Regions from separate parts of the Mus musculus genome. Here region 2 is linked to region 1. A link is a contact called in public promoter capture Hi-C data. All regions are on one chromosome and are shown on one strand. The core of a region is the stretch at or near the end of the contact, and the rest is flanking DNA. Distances in the headings are between cores, read along the strand shown. Region 1 overlaps Arhgef12 (Rho guanine nucleotide exchange factor (GEF) 12). Region 2 holds the start of Tlcd5 (TLC domain containing 5).

Region 1 (4,333 bases), core at 749-3,248:
CTTCCCCACCTGTATAGTTTCATGGCAGCCCCCTGGACTGTTGAGTTCTGCTGCTTTCACAACCTAAACTGTAACTATTTATTGTATCACACGCAGGTTGTTCATGAGTATTTTTTCCTTTGTTTCCCCAAACAACTTCTTTTTTTTTTTTTAAGTCTTGGAAGCTTATGGTTTATTGTGGATTGCTCTCAGGAGAGTAAGAGACAAGAAAAGCAACATATATGTGGGGGGAGGGGTTGGAGTGGTGGTGGAGCAAAGCCAGCTGGAGACAGGCTCCAGCCTAGACCCTTGAAGACCAGAGAGCAGCAATGCACCATACTCTTGATTTCATGGGGAGAAAGGGGGATGGACCCCCAGGCCAGGAGGTGTAACTCCTAGCTGCACCTGTTTCCATATGACCAAGAGTAATCATCCGGGAATGAGAGAGTCTATAAAGAACACTCATTGCTGCTGCAGGTGAGCCAGACATGGCCAGGTGACACCAGCCATGTCTCTGATTTCAGTCAACTCTTTTCATTTGTTTCCTGAATAGCAAACACTTCCTTGAAACTCTTCTCAAACTTGGACTCCAGTCTAAGTCCCATTTCGCCAAACTTAGGGTCCTTGAACGTGATTTTGTGATTCCGGAAGATGAGCCTCATGTCTTGCACAAAGTCTTCTACTTGGCAGTAAGCCTGGTCACTCAGCTTTTTCTTGATTATGTTCAACCACATAGGCTCTTGCACACCCACAGTCATCTCTCTAAAATAATAATAATATGGCATCTTGGAAAAAAAGGAGCTCTCAGAACAGCAATAGACTCTCAAGAGAACATACTCGCACTTCAACTGTTCCTGGGGAGCCATCTCCCTCTGCAGTATCTCAGATTCTGGAAGACTCGGTTGACTTCCTAAGGACTGCATCCTACAGAAGATGCAACTCCATGGTGTTATCTCAGCTTCCACTGTTGGGATATGACAGTCCTCATGGAAGGCTCTGGAACAAGTATCACAGCAGAAGAGTATTCCTCCATCCCGGCACACCTCACATTCATCTGAGTTCTGAATACTAGGGTCAGCTGGGGAACGATGCAAGTTCTGTGTTCTCTGCTCTTTTCTTTTGCGATGTATCCGTGGAGGATTGGGTAGAAATTTTCTCTGGATCAGGAGTTTGAGGGGCCAATTATGGCAGCGCAGGCTCAGTTTCCAGTTCTTTGACTTTCCATAGCCTCCCATCATTTCAAATTCCGAGGGTGTGAACCAGTTTCCATTCTGACACTGTATGGACTTCACAGATATCCCTTGTTTGAATTTATCCTTGTGTAACACTCCCTTCAAGTTACCACACGTCACGGGAAGCAACTCAGCACTAAAATCGGCATTTTCTTTTCTGCGTCTTCTTAGACCCCTGATCTTAGCAGTGCGTCCTGGGTTCTTTTTCATTTTCTTTCTCTTGAAAGCTGCCTGGACAACAGCTATTCTGCCACGTTTTCTCTGTACACTCATTGGCTTTCTCCATTTTGGTTTTGACCAGTTGTGGCCTTTCTTTTTTCTTCTCTGCTTCTTGGGTTTTCTTGCAGGAATGTTCCTCCTGGTGCCCACACATTCTCCTTGGCTGCTTCCCATCCTTGCTTCCAGGTCTTCTGGCACATATGTTGGGGAACACATGACACAGGAACACTTCTTTTCACGTGTGGGTTGCTGTGCTCCTGGGCCAAAATTGTGGGTGTACATAGGTTTGTTATCTAATTTTGTAATACTGGGGACCAAGCTCAGGGTCTCATTTGTGCAAGGCAAGCAGTCTACCAGTGCCCCAAACAACTTCTAATGACCTCTAGAAAGAACAAGCCCTTTTTTAGAAAGTATTTTGTTTCATTGTCTTTTGGGGAGTGAAGAAGAGAAAAGTCCTTGTTGCCAGAATTTTAGAAGCTAAAAGACTTTATGCTGCCTCTACTGCAGGGGCTCGTTTTCCCGTCGCTCCTGGGCACTGGCGCTGGCCTGCTGCCTGCAGCTGGTACCCTGCCCAAGCTGTCTTCTCTGCAGCCGCCTGCTTGAGCTTGCTCTGTGCCTGCTTCCCTCCACGCTCCGAAAACCATGATCTACAAAAACAGACTTCTGCAAGGTCTCGCTCGCCTGCCCACCCGCCCCCTAACGTTGTGTTGGTTTTGGTTTTTGTTTTTGTTTTTGACAGTTCACCCCCATTTAGTGTGAGCTGTAAAACTGTACTTTATTTAAAGGCGTGCTCTTGTTCCCGTCTGGCTGCCTTCCCCATGGGTGCTGAGGGTTTGGGTAATACACTGATCAGGAAAAGGTGGTCTTCTCAGAAACCAGTCCCTCCCTCCCAGCCATTGCCAGGTGCCACCCGCTAAGCAGACATACTACAGCAGGGGACCGTAGCGTGCACACTGTTGGTGGTTTTTAATGAGCCTCTCTTTCCCCACTAGGCTGTCTCACTTTACTTGTTCACCATACAATCATTTACTCTTTAACAAAAATTGCTTTTAAGAGAAATCTGGAACTATCTTTAAAAAAAAAACCTTATTAATAATCATGTATTTTTACTGATCACATTTTGAAATGCCTAAAAGACTTTTATTGCTCTAATTATCCAGATGCACCTTTGTAAAAAGCTCTTTTATGAATTAGCTGATAAGGCTGTATGTTTCTGGAACAAAATATTGGGTCATCTAAAACTTTCTGTTTTCTGGGGTCTGGGAAAATAGAAAATAAGAATTCAAATATTAAATAAGCTTAAAAGAACTGAGTATGTGACTTTTTCTTTGTATGTATTCCTGTTTGTCTTCTGTAAGTTGTGTTTTGACATGGGGTTCTCACCTTAGGCTGGCCTTGTGCTCCTCCGTGAGTGCTGAGGTCTTAGGTGACCCCACCACAGCCGGCCACCAAGTTCTTAAGTGGACAAGGAGTCAGTAGCCTCCCTAGCAGTGACTCTCCTGGCCTTCCTGCTGCTTCCGGTCTCATTGCTGGTGAGACTAGTCTTTAGATCGCTGTGAAGTGTGAACCTCTGCAGTGGTGTGAGCAGCTGACATTGCCCTTGTAACAAGCCAGCTTTGTCCTTGGTTTTCAAGCAGTGATGGAGGCATGGTAGCATACACTTGATACCAGGCTCTAATCCTGCCACTTGGGAAGCTGAGGCAGGCAGGGCCCTTGAGTTTAAGGCTAGCCTGGTTTACATAGTGAGTTCCTGGTCAGCCTGAGTGAGACACTTGTCTTTTTTTAAAATAGCTTTCAACTACAATTTTTGGTATATTACATCATTAAAAAAACTTGATATGACACATTAATTTTGCTGTTTTTCCATTTTTAAGTGATGAGATCCATGTGTCAGCTTTTGTGGCACATGCAGGAAGTGGTTCTGCCTATTTGTGCATGTCATTCTTTTAGAAGGCTGACTGCCTTTAGCATTGTCTGTATTTTGAGGTGTAGGTATAATTTCACCTTTTCTTGGGATGTTTTTAAACATTCGAGGATACACTGGCTGAAAAGCCTAATAAGATGCTTAACAAATAATTAATACTGTGGGATATAGTTTAGCTAAACCTTTTAGCCTCTCCTATGGTAACTGTAGTCTAAGCCCTGTTAGACAGCGGCTCCTGTGGGGCTGGAGAGATGGCCCGGCTTAAGAACGTGTGCTGCCTTTCCAGGCCGGGGGTGCTCTTCCCAGGAGCCAGACCAGGTGGCTTCTCTCCATCTGTAACTCCAGCTTCAGGGGACCTGACACCCCCATCTGGCCTTGATGGGCACCTGCGCACACATACATGTTCCTGTCTTAGTCATTTTTTACAGAAGTAATTGTTGACTCCTTGACATAGCCAGGAGGCACACAGGCCACACAGCGCCAAGGGATTCAGTCCCGCCCCTCCTCGCCCTTGTCGGGTGATCTTGACTGGGCTTACCTCTGCAGTTTTCATTCTCTCACATGGACTCAACTGCCCACAGGCTATTGAGTCTGAAGCCAGCTTATTATGCATTCAAAGAAGATCGCCCTTACCAGGTAAGGTAACAAGCTGTGTAAAGATATTAAAATCTCACACAGACATCTCTGTATGCAAAGCATTACAAAACTATCAAATTCCATTTGTGTGACCTCCTGCAGATTTCTGAGACTCAGTCTTAAACTCAAGTTCAATAAATAAACCTAAAGCAAGGAAAAACTCCTTAAAAGACAACAAACTAAGTATACATAACACACAAAATGGCTGGGCTGGGGGGAGGGCTTGGATTAAGCAGCTGCTGCCCAAGTTCACATGAAGGCCAGAGTTTGGCTTCTGAGATCACACATAAATACCAGGCAGGCTAGCAGCCTATGGATAATTTCAACCACAGGCAGAGACTAT
Region 2 (4,333 bases), core at 726-3,225, 150 kb before region 1:
ATAATTAAGATGTAGTCTGTACACGGGCGTTTTGAAATCAATAGTGCTTTGGAAGTCACCTGTGCTGCTTCAAATACATTTTTTTCTATTAATTTTGGTTTCTCTTCCTTTTTGAGGGAGGTTTCCTGTAGCCCAGACTGGTTTGAATTTGCTATGTAGCAGAGAATGCCATTGAGTTCCTAATCTTCCTGCTTCCACCTCCTGAGTGCTGCGGTTACAGGTGTGAACCTTCTCAACTGAGTTACTCCTTCATTAATTCCACCAACAAACCTTCATTATACAGCTACCATACTAGATTCTAGGGAAACAGGCGAAAACAGTGTCATCCTTACCTTTTGAAGGGTTAGTGCAATAAATGACCAAAATGAGAACATTTACAGTTCTTACACATTGTCTTTTTTTTTTTTTTTTTTTTTTTTTCCTTTTGAGACAGGGTTTCTCTGGCTGTCCTGGAACTCACTCAGTAGACCAGGCTGGCCTCGAACTCAGAAATCCACCTGCCTCTGCCTCCCAAGTGCTGGAATTAAAGGCATTCACCACCACCGCCTGGCGTTTTTTGTTTTTGTTTTTGTTTTTGTTTTTTTGAGACAGGGTTTCTCTGTATAGCCCTGTCTGTTCTGGAACTCACTATGGAGACCAGGCTGGCCTTGAACTCAGAAATCTGCCTGCCTCCCGAGTTCTGGGATTAAAGGCGAGCGCCACCACGCCCGGCTCTTACATATTGTCTAAACACATCTCTTCTAAAGAGTTTCACTTCTGGGCTCCTTAGCACCCCATCATTGTCAGCCTTGATCAACAAGCTCCCCACTTCACCCACCTCATTATTGTAGTTGAGCCCCACCCCCGGTTGTGTGTGTTTTAATTTTGAGACAAAGTATGCAGGCTAGCTTCTAATCTACAATTATCCTACCTCAGCCTCCCAGATGCTGAGATTACAGGCATATAGCACAACATTATGCTCATACTTCAAACTCACTATCCTCAGACCGAGAGAGAATCAACAATTTGTCCAAAAGTAAAATAAAGACCTGGGAATACTGCTTAGTGGTAGAGCATTTGTCTAGCCTGCCAGGGGCCTCTGGTTTAATCCCAGTATTTGGGGAAAATATTTTAAAGTTAAATAAAGATAATAGATGATATTTATATGGACTTCCACATGCTTATTGTTCTACGTACTTATTAATGTAACCTTTTTGAATTTTGATAATAATCTATGAGAGAGGCATTTCACGCCCCATTCTGTGGATGAGGAAGTAGGCATAGACTTAACTTGCCCAGCTGCATACTAAGTAGAATTAACTTTTAAAAAGTGTATGTGTTGGTCTGCAAGTATGTGCACACATGGGTGTGGTGTCACTAGAGTCTAGAAGAGGGCGTCGGATCTTCAGAGCTAGCGTTAAAGACAGTTGTGTGCATGGGTTCAGGACAGGGACTTCTAGTCCCGTGTAAGAGCAGCCAAGGCTCTTAATTGTTGAGCCATCTTTCCAACCCCTTACTTTTAAACTTTATGTTTACGCCTAGTTAAGGACAGTGCTAAAAAGAGATCAACGTAATTCCCAGGCCTAAGTACTTTTCTGACACTCAGTGTGCTTGTTTCACTATTCAGATTTAAGTGGGAGATCAAAGACGGTCTGAGTAGGTGCGCAGTACATCCTTAGTGAAGAGCCTGTTCCATCTCACAGACTGCAGAGTAGATCAGGATTTATCGAGATAGAGTACCAGGGGTTGAATCCAGGGCCTTATGCCTTAGTCTAACGTTCCACCACTAAAAAGCTACACTCTCTACATAGACAGCCCTACAAATGATTAAACAGACAACAAACAAGCGCAGCAGATCATCCTTCTCTTCCCTATCCAAAGGAGGACCCTCCATTCCGCTTCCTTCCTTGGCCCAGCATCCATTCTGCGTTCTGTCCTCCCAGCCAGCAGGTGCCCCTAGACCCCCGGCTCCTCCTCCTCCGCCGTCACAGACTCGTCTCCCCCTCCCTCTACAGCTTCCTGTCGCCGTGATCCGAGCCCTGGGCTGTGGGCGCCCGGGCGCCGGAGGCTTCCCGGTGCGCTCCGCCAGGTAACAGCGTTCGCCGGAGGGATGGACACCGGTCTGCCCTTGGCGCAGACGGGGAAGGAGCGGGCGGGCGGCCAGGTGCGCGCGGGCTCCTCTGCCCCGGGGTGCCGGGGCCTCTCTATGCCAAGCTTTGGGCACCCGTCTGGATGCCTAGATAACGGTTCAGGATGGGACGTTCCGGGTTAGAAGTCGGGCGTGGTCGAGCAGTTGGGCACTCCCCCGCCACCCTCCGGGATGCGACCTTGCTGCTGGCTGGGAGCCCCCGGCTGCAGCTCTCCCGAGGCCCGGAGCCAGACGCCCGCCCAGGGCCGCGGCTCTCTGGGATGGGGGAGCCCGGGTACGGAGCTTCGAGGGCCTGGGAACCTCCCAGACTCCACACCAGACACGAAGGCTCAAGGTCACAGAGCTGTGTCTGCCGTTTACAAATGCCTGTTTTTTTGTTGGAGTGTTTGTAAATGGGCTACTGTTTTCTCTCTTGGGCCAGGGAATTAGGATTCAGAGAAGAGGACTCTAAAAATACTAATCGCCGAGTCCCAATCAGCTGATCCGCCTTACTGGCCAGTGACCCTGGCCTTTGAAAGGAAGTAAGAGGGACAGCGCTTTTCACTCGGGTACTTTGTATGTCTGGCCTTTACTCTGAAGATTGGCCTAGAAGTTTCAGAAAATGTGTCTTAGAACTGAACTGACCTTTTTTTCCCTGTTCCCTAGTTCTAGTTTAAACACATTCTTCAGGTTAAAAAGATTTCCCCACTTACTGGTCTCTGATGGACACTTACTGTTTTCTTGAATAGGTACCTGATTTCTCATGAAAGCTGGACAAAACTTGCCCTTTGCCCGAGCCCTCTCTGGATAACATTCCTGGGAGTGGCTTGTGTATTGAGGTGTGTTGGTCTGCATTTGTCAGAAAAGGGTGAGCGGTTAAGTGCAGTCATGCAGATAATTCCTGCAGAGATGAGAAGCGTCCTGGACGTGTTTGAGATTTCTTTTCTTATTTGTACTTTCAACAGAGGAGCTAAATAATGTATATTAACAAGGACATATTGGTCCTTTTTGGAGTCTCTTCTGCATGTCTAAAGAAACTCAGTGTTGATTATTGTTTAAATGTATCAGCAAAAATTCTACAATGTAAGTTTTCTACCTTTACCAGTTATCTACCTGGCTATCTATCTATCTATCATTTTGAGACAAGGGCTACTGTGTAGCCCTATCAGGCCTGGAACTCTGTGTTGACCAGGCTGCTCTGCTCTTCTAGGTGATCCTCCTGCCTCTGCGGCTCCAGTGCTGGGATTACTGGCATTTGCCAGCCACTTTGCTTCACTTTTAACTGAATACATGCCTTAAGGATATTTTTGTATCTCAACGTTTACTTAAAAATCCTTTTGCTTCCTTGTTGATAAATAATAGAGTTGGGATGCCTTCCAAGATGTCTGGAGTCTTTGCTTGGCTCTCTGTTTACATTTGCCTCAAGTTTTGATTTTGACTGATAAACCTATGACCCAAATCCAGACCTCAGCCAAATTTAGTTTCAGCTTAACCACATTAAAATGCCTGGTGTCATGTGACTTCTAGCAGAAACCAAAGTGATATTTATTTATTTATAAATGAGAGCTTCGTCTTTGTGTGCGAGTGTGTGTATACACACACACAGCTACACACACACACAAACACACACGTATATGGATGGAGGCCCGAGGTCAACCTTTGGTGATATTCCTCAGCCCCTGTCTACCTTGCTTTTTTGAGATAGAGTTTCTCAACAGGAATCCATCCGTCTCTATCTCCCCAGCACTGGGGTTACTAGTATGCACTGCCGGGCTTGGCTTTTTTTTTTTTTTTTTTTTTAAAGATTTATTTATTTATTATATGTAAGTACACTAGCTGTCTTCAGACACACCAGAAGAGGGCGTCAGATCTCGTTACGGATGCTTGTGAGCCACCATGTGGTTGCTGGGATTTGAACTCCGGACCTTTGGAAGAGCAGTCGGGTGCTCTTACCCACTGAGCCATCTCACCAGCCGGGCTTGGCTTTTTAACATGGATTTGGAGCTGGAACTCTGGTTCTCAAGTTTCCCAACTGAGCTTTCTTCACTCCCCTGTGTGCATGCGCGCATGCGTGCGTGCGTGCGTGCGTGCGTGCGTGCGTGTGTGTGTGTGTGTGTGTGTGTGTGTGTGTGTGTGAGAGAGAGAGAGAGAGAGAGAGAGAGAGATCCTGGGGATTGGACCTAAGGTGTCACATGTGAAAGGCAGGTGCCCTACCACTGAGCTGTA

The links. Promoter capture Hi-C pulls out the DNA fragments that hold promoters and counts their contacts.
Region 2: a contact with region 1 is called in a promoter capture Hi-C map of hippocampal neurons, with 2.5 times the contacts expected there. The contact joins the promoter of Tlcd5 here to the enhancer-like site in region 1. A contact is called at or near these places in 11 of 39 promoter capture datasets (the 3T3-L1 cell line, 3T3-L1-derived adipocytes, the C10 cell line and 6 more), 9 of 115 datasets of contacts at active chromatin or transcription factors (embryonic forebrain, embryonic limb bud, embryonic midbrain and 5 more) and 3 of 9 other capture datasets (adipose tissue, liver and pancreatic islet).

What each region holds. Positions count from the first base shown.
Region 1 is chr9:42,962,251-42,966,583 of GRCm38.p6, reverse strand. Arhgef12 (Rho guanine nucleotide exchange factor (GEF) 12) reads left to right here. Exons shown (of 41, transcript NM_001359232.1): 41 at 1-2,742. It also overlaps the pseudogene Gm5831. Among named protein-coding and RNA genes, the nearest start is that of Gm36648, 17 kb to the right of the region's middle. Within about 2 kb of position 1,998, at least 11 of the 459 cell types and tissues checked have an H3K27ac peak or open chromatin away from gene starts, as enhancers often do. A contact at or near this core is called in forebrain and hippocampal neurons, where this site is marked.
Region 2 is chr9:43,114,212-43,118,544 of GRCm38.p6, reverse strand. Tlcd5 (TLC domain containing 5) reads left to right here and starts at 1,975. Exons shown (of 3, transcript NM_001034863.3): 1 at 1,975-2,068.